Regions from separate parts of the Capsicum annuum genome. Here all the other regions are linked to region 1. The links are chromatin contacts, called in public Hi-C maps. All regions are on one chromosome and are shown on one strand. The core of a region is the stretch at or near the end of the contact, and the rest is flanking DNA. Distances in the headings are between cores, read along the strand shown. Region 1 holds the start of LOC107850875 (trihelix transcription factor DF1). Region 2 has its middle 15 kb from the start of LOC107850700. Region 3 holds the start of LOC107850365 (protein GIGANTEA).

Region 1 (3,149 bases), core at 435-2,934:
TATATATCGCCAACATTCATACGCATTATTCATTATGCATTTTCAATACTTTTTTACCTCTAATTTTATGTGCCACAATTTAACTAGATATATTTAAAAAATATATATATTTTTTAAAAATTTTGTGATTTAATTAAGAGAAAAAAGAGAATTTTAAAGTAATTCCTTTTCTAATTATCTCCCTCTTCCCTTTTTTTAATCCATCTTCTACTATACACTGTACAAGTACACATACACCTTTTTTTTAATACACATATATTTCGCCAACCTATTCATACACATTATTCACTATGTATATTTAATACTCCCTCGATCTCAAATTATCTATTTCAAATTGAGATGACATATTGATTAAGAAAAATAATTAATAACATGACTAGTTTATCATAGTATCCCTATTGAATGATGTTTATATTTTAATTTGAAGAAAAAGTAATTAATGTAAGAAGTAAAACATGAAATTTTTTTTGTCTCTTCTTGATTAATGAAAAATAAAACAAGTAAAATGAGAAATTAAATTAGAAAATTTGAGACGGAGGTAGCAGTACAGTATTTGTTTTGAAACAATTAAGTGCCTCTTCTGGTTATCTTGATAATAAAGAAAATACATTTGCTTTTGTTTTGAAACAATTTAAGTGCCCCTTCTGGAGTAGGGGTGTTCATGGTTTGGTTAAAAATCAACTCGAACCGCGAATCAAATCAAATCGATTAAAAAAATTGATATTTGGTTAGATTTAGTTTGGTTTTAAATTTTTAAAATCGAGACTTATGTAGTTTGGTTTTGATTTTACTCTAAAATAACCGACAAAATAATCAAACCGAACCGAACAGATAAAATTTATTATATACATATATATATATGTATATATATATATATATATATATATATATATATTTGTATATACATATACGTATGCATATATAAAATATTTATATTTATATATTATTCATAAATAAAATATAAATATTTTTTATATCAAAAAAATTAATTTTGAATTTAACTTTAGTCATATCACTTTTAGTCATATGTCTCCATCTAGTTGATGGTACGTTATGAAATTCTAATGATTTTCGCACTTCGAATGACAAACGATACTAATTGTGAAAATTATCTTGTTGTCTACGGGATTTTATAGGTGAGTTTTATTAGACTATAAATAATCACTAGTTTTGAATTTTCTTTTTGGTCCTTATTGAGCAAAAAAATTATGTGTTTACTTTTTTGGGGGGTTTATCATATCCATTCTCTTATATATAGTTTCTAAATACTTTTATAGAAGCGTTTTTATGGTTCATGGCTTTGCCTAAATATAACAGTAAATTGACATCTTGGTTTCAAGGTTGAGGAACAATACTCGGTTGACATCTCATATGTTGAATTTGATTTTTTTAAAAAAATTTCAACTTTTATGATTAACTAAAGTTATAAACTGAGAAACCGAACTGAACCGAACTAAACCGAGAAGAACCAAACTGACGGTTATTTTTTTGTTTTGATTTGATTTAATTTTAGAAATTTAAAAACCGACTAAATTGGTTTGGTTATGATTTTGACCAATAACCGATCCAAATTGATCCATGAACACCCCTACTTCTGGTTATCTTGATAATAAAGAAAATACATTTACTTTTTTTTTTTTTTAATTTCTTTTTCTTTTTTTTTTTTTTTGTGTGTGTGTAAACTTTTTTGTTTTGTATTTTAAGGGGGAGGGGGGGAGGGGGTCGAGATTGACAGACAGATCCCACTGAAATAAATTACTAACAAATTCACTACATCCCATCTTCATAAAAACCCATAGAATTCACCAATCTTTTTTGTTGTTTGATTAAATATTTTTATTTTATAAAATTTCAGCTGGCTGTAATTGCTTACACAGAAGAATAGGGGTAAGATGCTTGGTGTCTCCTCTACTAGTACTACTCCCGGTAGAGCTGTCATTTCGGCAGCTCCACCACTACTACCACCGCCATCACAAGATGCTCCAGAAAGTGGCGGAAGCAGTGAGGGTGGCGGGGGTGATGGTGGAGGAGGAGATGTGGGAGTTGGCGGTGGTGGATTTAGCGAAGAAGGAGGAAGGAACTCAGCTGGAAATCGATGGCATAGACAAGAGACCTTAAGTTTATTGAAAATTAGATCGGATATGGATGTTGTTTTCAAGGACTCAAGTCTTAAAGGACCCTTATGGGAAGAAGTTTCAAGGTACTGAAAATTTTGTTTCTCTTCTTAAGAGTAATTAACTAACCAACCCTTTCATCCTCCTCCTCATCATGCATAGTATTCATTATTCACAGTAACCGAATCATTATTTTTTATTGTGTGTTTTTTTTTTTAAGAACTACTAAAGAGATCTATATATGTAGTCATTTGTTTCAGTTCATTTATCCGGAATTCAGCAGCTTTTGAAGAATTCATTGTCCAGTTGTTTGGTTATTCAGTTATGTTTTTATGCAATTTTTTGGCCTATTCCAGCACAAAATTTAGGATGACTTTCTTTCTCCTCCTCGATCATCAACACTTTTAATGCTTTCTGTTTCTAAATAAATTTAGCAAAGGTATATATGAATGAATTCTAGGAAAAACATTGCGTAGATCTTGCATAATGACTCTTGATGCTATTTCCTTCTCGTCTTTCCTTTCAATGGAAAAATGTGCTTCTAGACATGACTTTCCAGTTTGTAGGCTTTTTCATTTCTTAAATTACCTTAGTTTTGATTAATGGTTTCTTAATCCTTATTAATTATTACTATTACCAACTATCTTTATATATGTAAAAATATATACGAGCATAAGTATTAGTACGAGATTTTGTTTGATTCTTAATGGATAATGAATATGAGATCAGATAAGATAGATGAGGTGTGTTAATTAAGTAGAGGTTTTTTTTTGGTATGTTTCTTTCTAATTGTTTCATTGCCAATTGTTGTTGTTATCAGAAAAATGGCGGACTTGGGATATCATCGAAGTGCCAAGAAATGTAAAGAGAAATTCGAGAACGTTTACAAGTATCACAGGAGAACGAAAGAAGGTCGTGCTTCTAAAGCAGATGGAAAAACTTATCGCTTCTTTGATCAGTTACAGGCTTTGGAAAACAATCCAGCTTCTCATTCTTTACCCCCACCTCCGTTGGCAGCACCACCAATAACAATGG
Region 2 (3,149 bases), core at 265-2,764, 370 kb after region 1:
TAAGGACTATAAAAAATTGGTATTCTCTCATAAATATAGCATTAATATAAGTATGAAAAATAAAATATTATAATGAAAGATTTTAAAAATGATTTACCGATTAGTTAAACAATATAAAAATTCGAATAATTCAATTGATTGACTATCTGAACTTTCTTTTGTTGGAAAATATTTAATTTTTGCCTTTGTAATCGCCTCCCTAATTGTCCTTGCCCTACTCCCAATTTTTTTTTTTAAAAAGTTAATTAAACAATTGAAGTTACAAGAAAAAACTTAATTTCTCATACTATAACAAATGCACCAAATGCAAAGGTCCATATAGCAAAAAAGAACACAAATTAACTTCATTTGTATCAATCAAATGTCACAATATTATAGGATTAAGAAATTAATTAAATCATTATAATAATCACGTAAGGACTATCAAAAATTGGTAATATCTATAATATATAGCATTAATGTAAGTGTGAGAGATAAAATATTATAATGGAAGATTCAAAAAATGATTTACTGATTAGTTAAACAATATAGTAATTCGAATAGTTCAATTTATTGAATATCTGAACTTTACTTTGTTGGCAAATATTTAATTTTTCGCTTTGTAATCACCTCTCTAATTTTTCTTGCCCTACTCCCAATTATTTTTAAAAAAATAATAATTAAACAATTAAAATTACAAAAAAAATAAAATAATTTCTCATACTATGAAATGCACCAAGTGCAAAGGTCCATATAGCAGGAAAGAACACAAAGTAACTTTATCTATATCAACCAAACAATAATATAGGATAAAGAAACTAATTAAATCACTATAATAACCTTGTAAGGACTACCAAAAATTGGTATCCTCTCTAATATATAGTAGTAATTATAGGGTACAATGATGTTGTAGTAAATATACCTTTGAAATATTATCTGTGATTTTTGTGTCTTTTGAGCTCAGTCTTACCTTTTGATCTAGGCTCTGTCGAGCAATGCATCTTAGTTAAAGTGTTTGATTTTTGCTGTGTCAGATTTATAATTTTTTTTGGTTATATTTTTTTTAAACTTAAGAAATTATGTTTGAAATCAATTTATATATTCATTTCATTCACTAAATAATACTTATCCCATTCTCAATGTATGTTAATGGTATTAAAGTTGCTATAAAACAATTTTTTTTATTGTGTGAGTTTATATGAAAAATGGTGCTCAGTAGATTTATACCCATAAAATTGAAGGCAAACAAAGTGGTATTCTTATATTTTTTATATGTACAAAATGAGTATCTCACTATAAAAACTAGTATAAAAATTAATGCTTACTAAATTTTATATTATATTAAGTGTTTTAATTTATGAAATGGTGTACAAATTGTTATCTATGAATCTCGATATTCAGTTTAAGAGATATACTTTAGATATTACCTATATTATAAAAGGGAGTTTTGGTGCCAAAGAAGGCAGAGGTCAACATGTCTACTTTGGCACCTAAGGATATTTTTCTGTTTGTTCCATGTTGTTTTATCATTTGTACCCTCTGCTTAAGCTGTTACATAGTTTATGTGCAGTTCACTATGATGGACGAAAATGTCAGCTGCAGCCTGTCCTTATTATATCTGTCTTTGCCCTTACTTTGTCCAATTGTTACTTTACACTGCTTTACATAATTTTCTGTGAATCTACCATACTTTAAGCCCTTTTATGATAAATTAATTATACACCACTTTTGATTAAATTGTTGCAGAATCTCATTTTATATAGGCTCTAGGAACATTTTAGTAATTGAATGTTTGATTTGTTATTTTTGATTGGTTCATATATTTTGTTACTATAGCTATAGAATTATATTTTGTTTATTCAAACATTTTATCCTTCCCACAGTACATTATAAATTGTTACTTCCTCTATTTTAAAATAAGTGATATTTTTTATGTTTTCAATTTATTTCTAAATAAAAATGAGTGGACATCAATGATATTTTTTTAATTTTTAAAAAAGGGCATAACCTAAGAACTATTAAAAAGCTACATTTTTTGAAAATATTATTCGAAAATGTATTTTGAATATATTATCGATCAATCATGTTATCTCCAAAAGAACAAGACGCATTTACGAAGTGGTAAGAGCTGTGCCATAGAGAATGAAACTATTGTTACATGCTTCTTAGATGCCTTAATACTCAATTAATCTGAAAATTTTATTCCATTAATTAGCCTAACTTAGATAACACTTTGAATTGACATAATTTCACTGGGACTTAGATCTTTTACTTTGTTTTACTTTGCCTCTTTATTAAAAAAAATTAATATTTTTAATAGTAAAATTTAGATATCAAAAATTGTATAAAAAATATTATAAGTTTCAATTCTTCACATGATATCATAATCTAAAAAAAAGTTTTTAAAATAATACAAAATTCAGATAATTTGAGTTTCAAAAAATAAAGACCGGTGTATAAATTGAAGCATATAAATAATTTTGAGATCAAATTGATTTAGTGTGTTTGCAATTAATAAATGAAGTGCTCTCATTTTTAATATAGCCTTTGATTTATTTTTTTTCAAAAAGAAATAAGATAAGTATGACATTATTAAACAAAAAATCTTGATATCTTATATATTTAGAAATTACGTAAATAGTACGATAAATCACAATACTTAACAACTTAAAATATTTTTAAAAAAAATAAATGAAAAAGTTATGGTGAAACAAAAATTTGGTTTCCTTTTCAAATTTCATCGGTGTCACGGAAATTTGGATAGAGGAGCAAATGCATTTTCAATAATTTATATATTTTAGATTACATTAAAAAAATACTATAAATTACAATAACCACTACTTAAAATACTTTTAAAATTATTAAATCACGATAAAAAATTAATTGACTTTTAAAATCTATTTATGTCACATAAATTGAGGTAAAACGAGTGAGACATATTGGGTCTGTGCTGGCATGGGTTCCGATATCTAGTATACTTAATGGAATCGATTTACAAAGTGACTTCTTATATGATATACTTGCATGGATGTATTGAAAATTGTATGGAAACTGTTCTCACCAAATTTTATATGTTACTAGTTTAGTATACATACTTTGCACGTGTATGAATACTCCTAATTTTAGTTAAAATTATTTAACAGACACTTCGATTTATATTATAACCAAAT
Region 3 (3,149 bases), core at 294-2,793, 300 kb after region 1:
AAAAACAACAAACACAATCAACACATCACAAAAATACATATAAATATACATATGTATATTGAATAGAACAAAAATACAAAACCATCACTACAGATAAATACATATGAAATTAGATATGTATGTATAAAAATACAAATGTTTTCATATACATTAAATGTATATTGAACTGAACAAAAATATAAATGAGAGCGCATATGTATATATAAAAATACAAAATACTTTCATGTACCTTAAATGTATATTTAGTCAGTCAATTTGTATATATGCCAAGCCTATATATACAGTATTGAAAAAATATTTGAAAATGTATTTGTATTTCAAAAAAATACAAATACATCAATAACCCCAACTGAATGTTTAAACAAATAGAATATCCAAATGTATATTTCAACATTTCAATATACTGAAAATACATAACAATTATATATAAATATATTTTTTACACATGTAAATTAGCATATGTATTTAACATACAAATACAAATGAATACATATTACCCCACAATGTTTATTTAAACTATCAACTTCACCAAAATACATATCAATAAATACATATTAGCTTCACCAAAATATATATTAACCCAAAATGATATCAGTTTTACTGAAATCCCTAAATACATATCAATAAATAAAAATATCTCTTCTTCCTCAACCTCTTTCGACTCATGACCAGAAGAGTTTTTACCATCATCATTTACAATATTGCTTGACTCTGCAATTTCTTTTGCTTTCCCTTTCTTCTAATATTTTTATAATTTTATGGCTTTGGGAGAAGAAGTTTTTTTCAATAATTTTTTTTAAATATCAGTCATCTTCGTTGGATCGTTACGAAACTTGAATCTAAGCTCCTTCGTACTCACTGATTTCTTCGACTGTATAGGAGTAGAAAAAACTTTAAATATTTCGTCTTGAGTTAATACAAGACTAAATGATGGCGCATTATCAGATAACAAATTAATAGGTAGTATCCCTCATTTATTCGTATTTTTGATGTGTGTTCTACCATTAGAGTATAAAAACCTCAAACTCGAAGTTGTTAATGATTTACGGTGCAAAATATAAAAAATAAAAAATTATGAAATAGATAACATGCAATAATTGAATTTATTAGTTACCTGAAATTGTGGAACGCTATCCTTTTCAAGTTATGAAAAAAAATGAGAAAAGAAAACGTTTGAAAGAGAAATCTGAGAGATTTCAAATAATAAAAGATAAAGTAATTTTTAATTAAAGGAAAAAGAAAAAGAAGTGGCGTGAAAAAGACAACCTTATATACGGTAACTTTTAACCGGCGATAAATGAGAGACCCCATTTAAAAAAATATTATTTTTATTACAATATAATTTTATAAAAATATTGCTATTTTTCATAATTTAAGTCTTAAAATGCTATTTGCTTTAGCCAAATATCAAACCAAATATAAATGGATTCGGATCATTTCTAACCAAACCATGAAGACCCATACGGTAAAAATCTGATGCGTAGTCCACTTGGTCGCCACATGGGCACTTTAAGATCTGAGGAAAATATCATCGCCACGTTTGCATTCCCAAACACAGAGTTAAAGATCTTGTTTCTGCTCCATATCTTTTTCTCTTTTTAAAACCTCTGTCCTCCTCGTATTATTCTTCTCCAAAATCTTTTTCCTTAAAAAAAATAAATACTCTTCAATTAATCTCACTCAAAATCTATTACCAGATTTACACACAGTTTTCAGAATTCCCATCTACGGTAATTTCCTAAAAAATGAAAAATCTTTTTCCCGTTTCTTCAAATAAATTTTCTGTAATAATTTTTTTCTTCTTAATTTTGCTTTAATTTTAGAAAAAAAATTATGCCCATACTCCTATGTTTATTTGTGCTTATGTTTGTTGAGCTGTATTTTTTTGGTAAGGTTAAGAACTTTTAAAAATTGATAATCAGTTTTATTTTTCTATTTTCGAAGTGCTTTTTTTTTTTTTCAGGAATAAGAAACAGTAAATAATTGGATAATTAGCTGCACTTCTAATTTTACTTGATAATACTCTTTTTAAGGTTAATTTTGGATTTTTTTTTAATGATAATCAGTTTTATTTTACTATTTTTCTAAGTTTTTTTTGTTTCTTTTAGTAAAAAAAGGTATAAAATCGGAGAATTGGCTGCACTTCTAATTTACTTGATGATCCCTTTTTTTAAAAATTGATAATCATTTTTATTTTACTATTTTCGAAGTTTTTTTTTTATTTTAAAAAAAGTATATAATTGGAGAATTAGTTGCACTTCTAATTTGCTTGATAATACTTTGTTATTTATTTATTTTTGAATAATTTGTGCAAGTGATAATTTTCTAAATGAACTGCAAACGTTTTTTCTGTTTATGAGAAAAAAATGAAGAAAAGTTATTTTTTGTTAACCCTTTTTATTTATAGTTTTCAAAAGGTACTAATTTCGTTGTGCATATTTTTAACAGTTTGAATTTATTTATTTATTTATTTTGTGTGTAGGATCAGGGGGTATATTACTATTGTCTTCTTATTTTTAAATAGCGAAATTTGGTGTGTTATCATTGTTATATTACTGTTAAAATAGTGAAATTTACAACCGCCATAAGCTGGTTATAGCTTGGAACTCTAAGGTGATTTTTCTTGATAAGGGAACGGGACAATCCTCGGATTGGGATCCAAACTAAGTTGCAGGGACTCTTCATTTTTGATGCTGCACCTGGATTCTCCAAAAATATGCTACTTTTGGAGAATCCGACACAACACTCACGTTGATATTTTTGAAGAGTCCGAGCAACGTAGGATTCAAATGTGTTGAATTACAGTATTTTGATCCTTGAATGGTAGAGGTTGTAGTGGTGTTGATGGTCAGTAGTTTCTCATATCAATAAAATTCTTGGATTGTCAAACAGTTATATATGGCTTCTGCAAGCGAAAGGTGGATTGATGGTCTTCATTTCTCCTCATTATTTTGGCCTCCTCCACAAGATGCACAGCAGCGGAAGGTGTGCGCTCATCTGCTTCACTACAATATCTTTGTATATTTTTATTTTTTTTTGGGTTTGTTAGGGATATTTTAAACTAGCTATTGTGACCTTTTGCGCTAGCAAAAGAACAAAAAAGAGTGGCCTCTGGCTTATTAAGAAGCATATAAACAACGTACTAAGCA

The links. A called contact is a pair of places that touch in the nucleus more often than the background predicts.
Region 2: a Hi-C map of placenta shows a contact between it and region 1, with 4 times the contacts expected there. The contact joins the enhancer-like site here to the promoter of LOC107850875 in region 1. A contact is called at or near these places in 2 of 5 Hi-C or Micro-C datasets (leaf and placenta).
Region 3: a Hi-C map of leaf shows a contact between it and region 1, with 3 times the contacts expected there. The contact joins the promoter of LOC107850365 here to the promoter of LOC107850875 in region 1. A contact is called at or near these places in 2 of 5 Hi-C or Micro-C datasets (leaf and placenta).

Annotation. Positions count from the first base shown.
Region 1 is chr12:188,865,794-188,868,942 of UCD10Xv1.1, forward strand. It overlaps LOC107850875 (trihelix transcription factor DF1), which reads left to right and starts at 1,685. Exons shown (of 2, transcript XM_016695672.2): 1 at 1,685-2,200; 2 at 2,935-3,149. The coding sequence starts at 1,893.
Region 2 is chr12:189,235,342-189,238,490 of UCD10Xv1.1, forward strand. No RefSeq gene overlaps it. Among protein-coding and RNA genes, the nearest start is that of LOC107850700, 15 kb to the left of the region's middle. Within about 2 kb of position 1,515, at least 1 of the 5 cell types and tissues checked has an H3K27ac peak or open chromatin away from gene starts, as enhancers often do.
Region 3 is chr12:189,162,798-189,165,946 of UCD10Xv1.1, forward strand. It overlaps LOC107850365 (protein GIGANTEA), which reads left to right and starts at 1,544. Exons shown (of 15, transcript XM_016694845.2): 1 at 1,544-1,730; 2 at 2,893-2,985. The coding sequence starts at 2,899.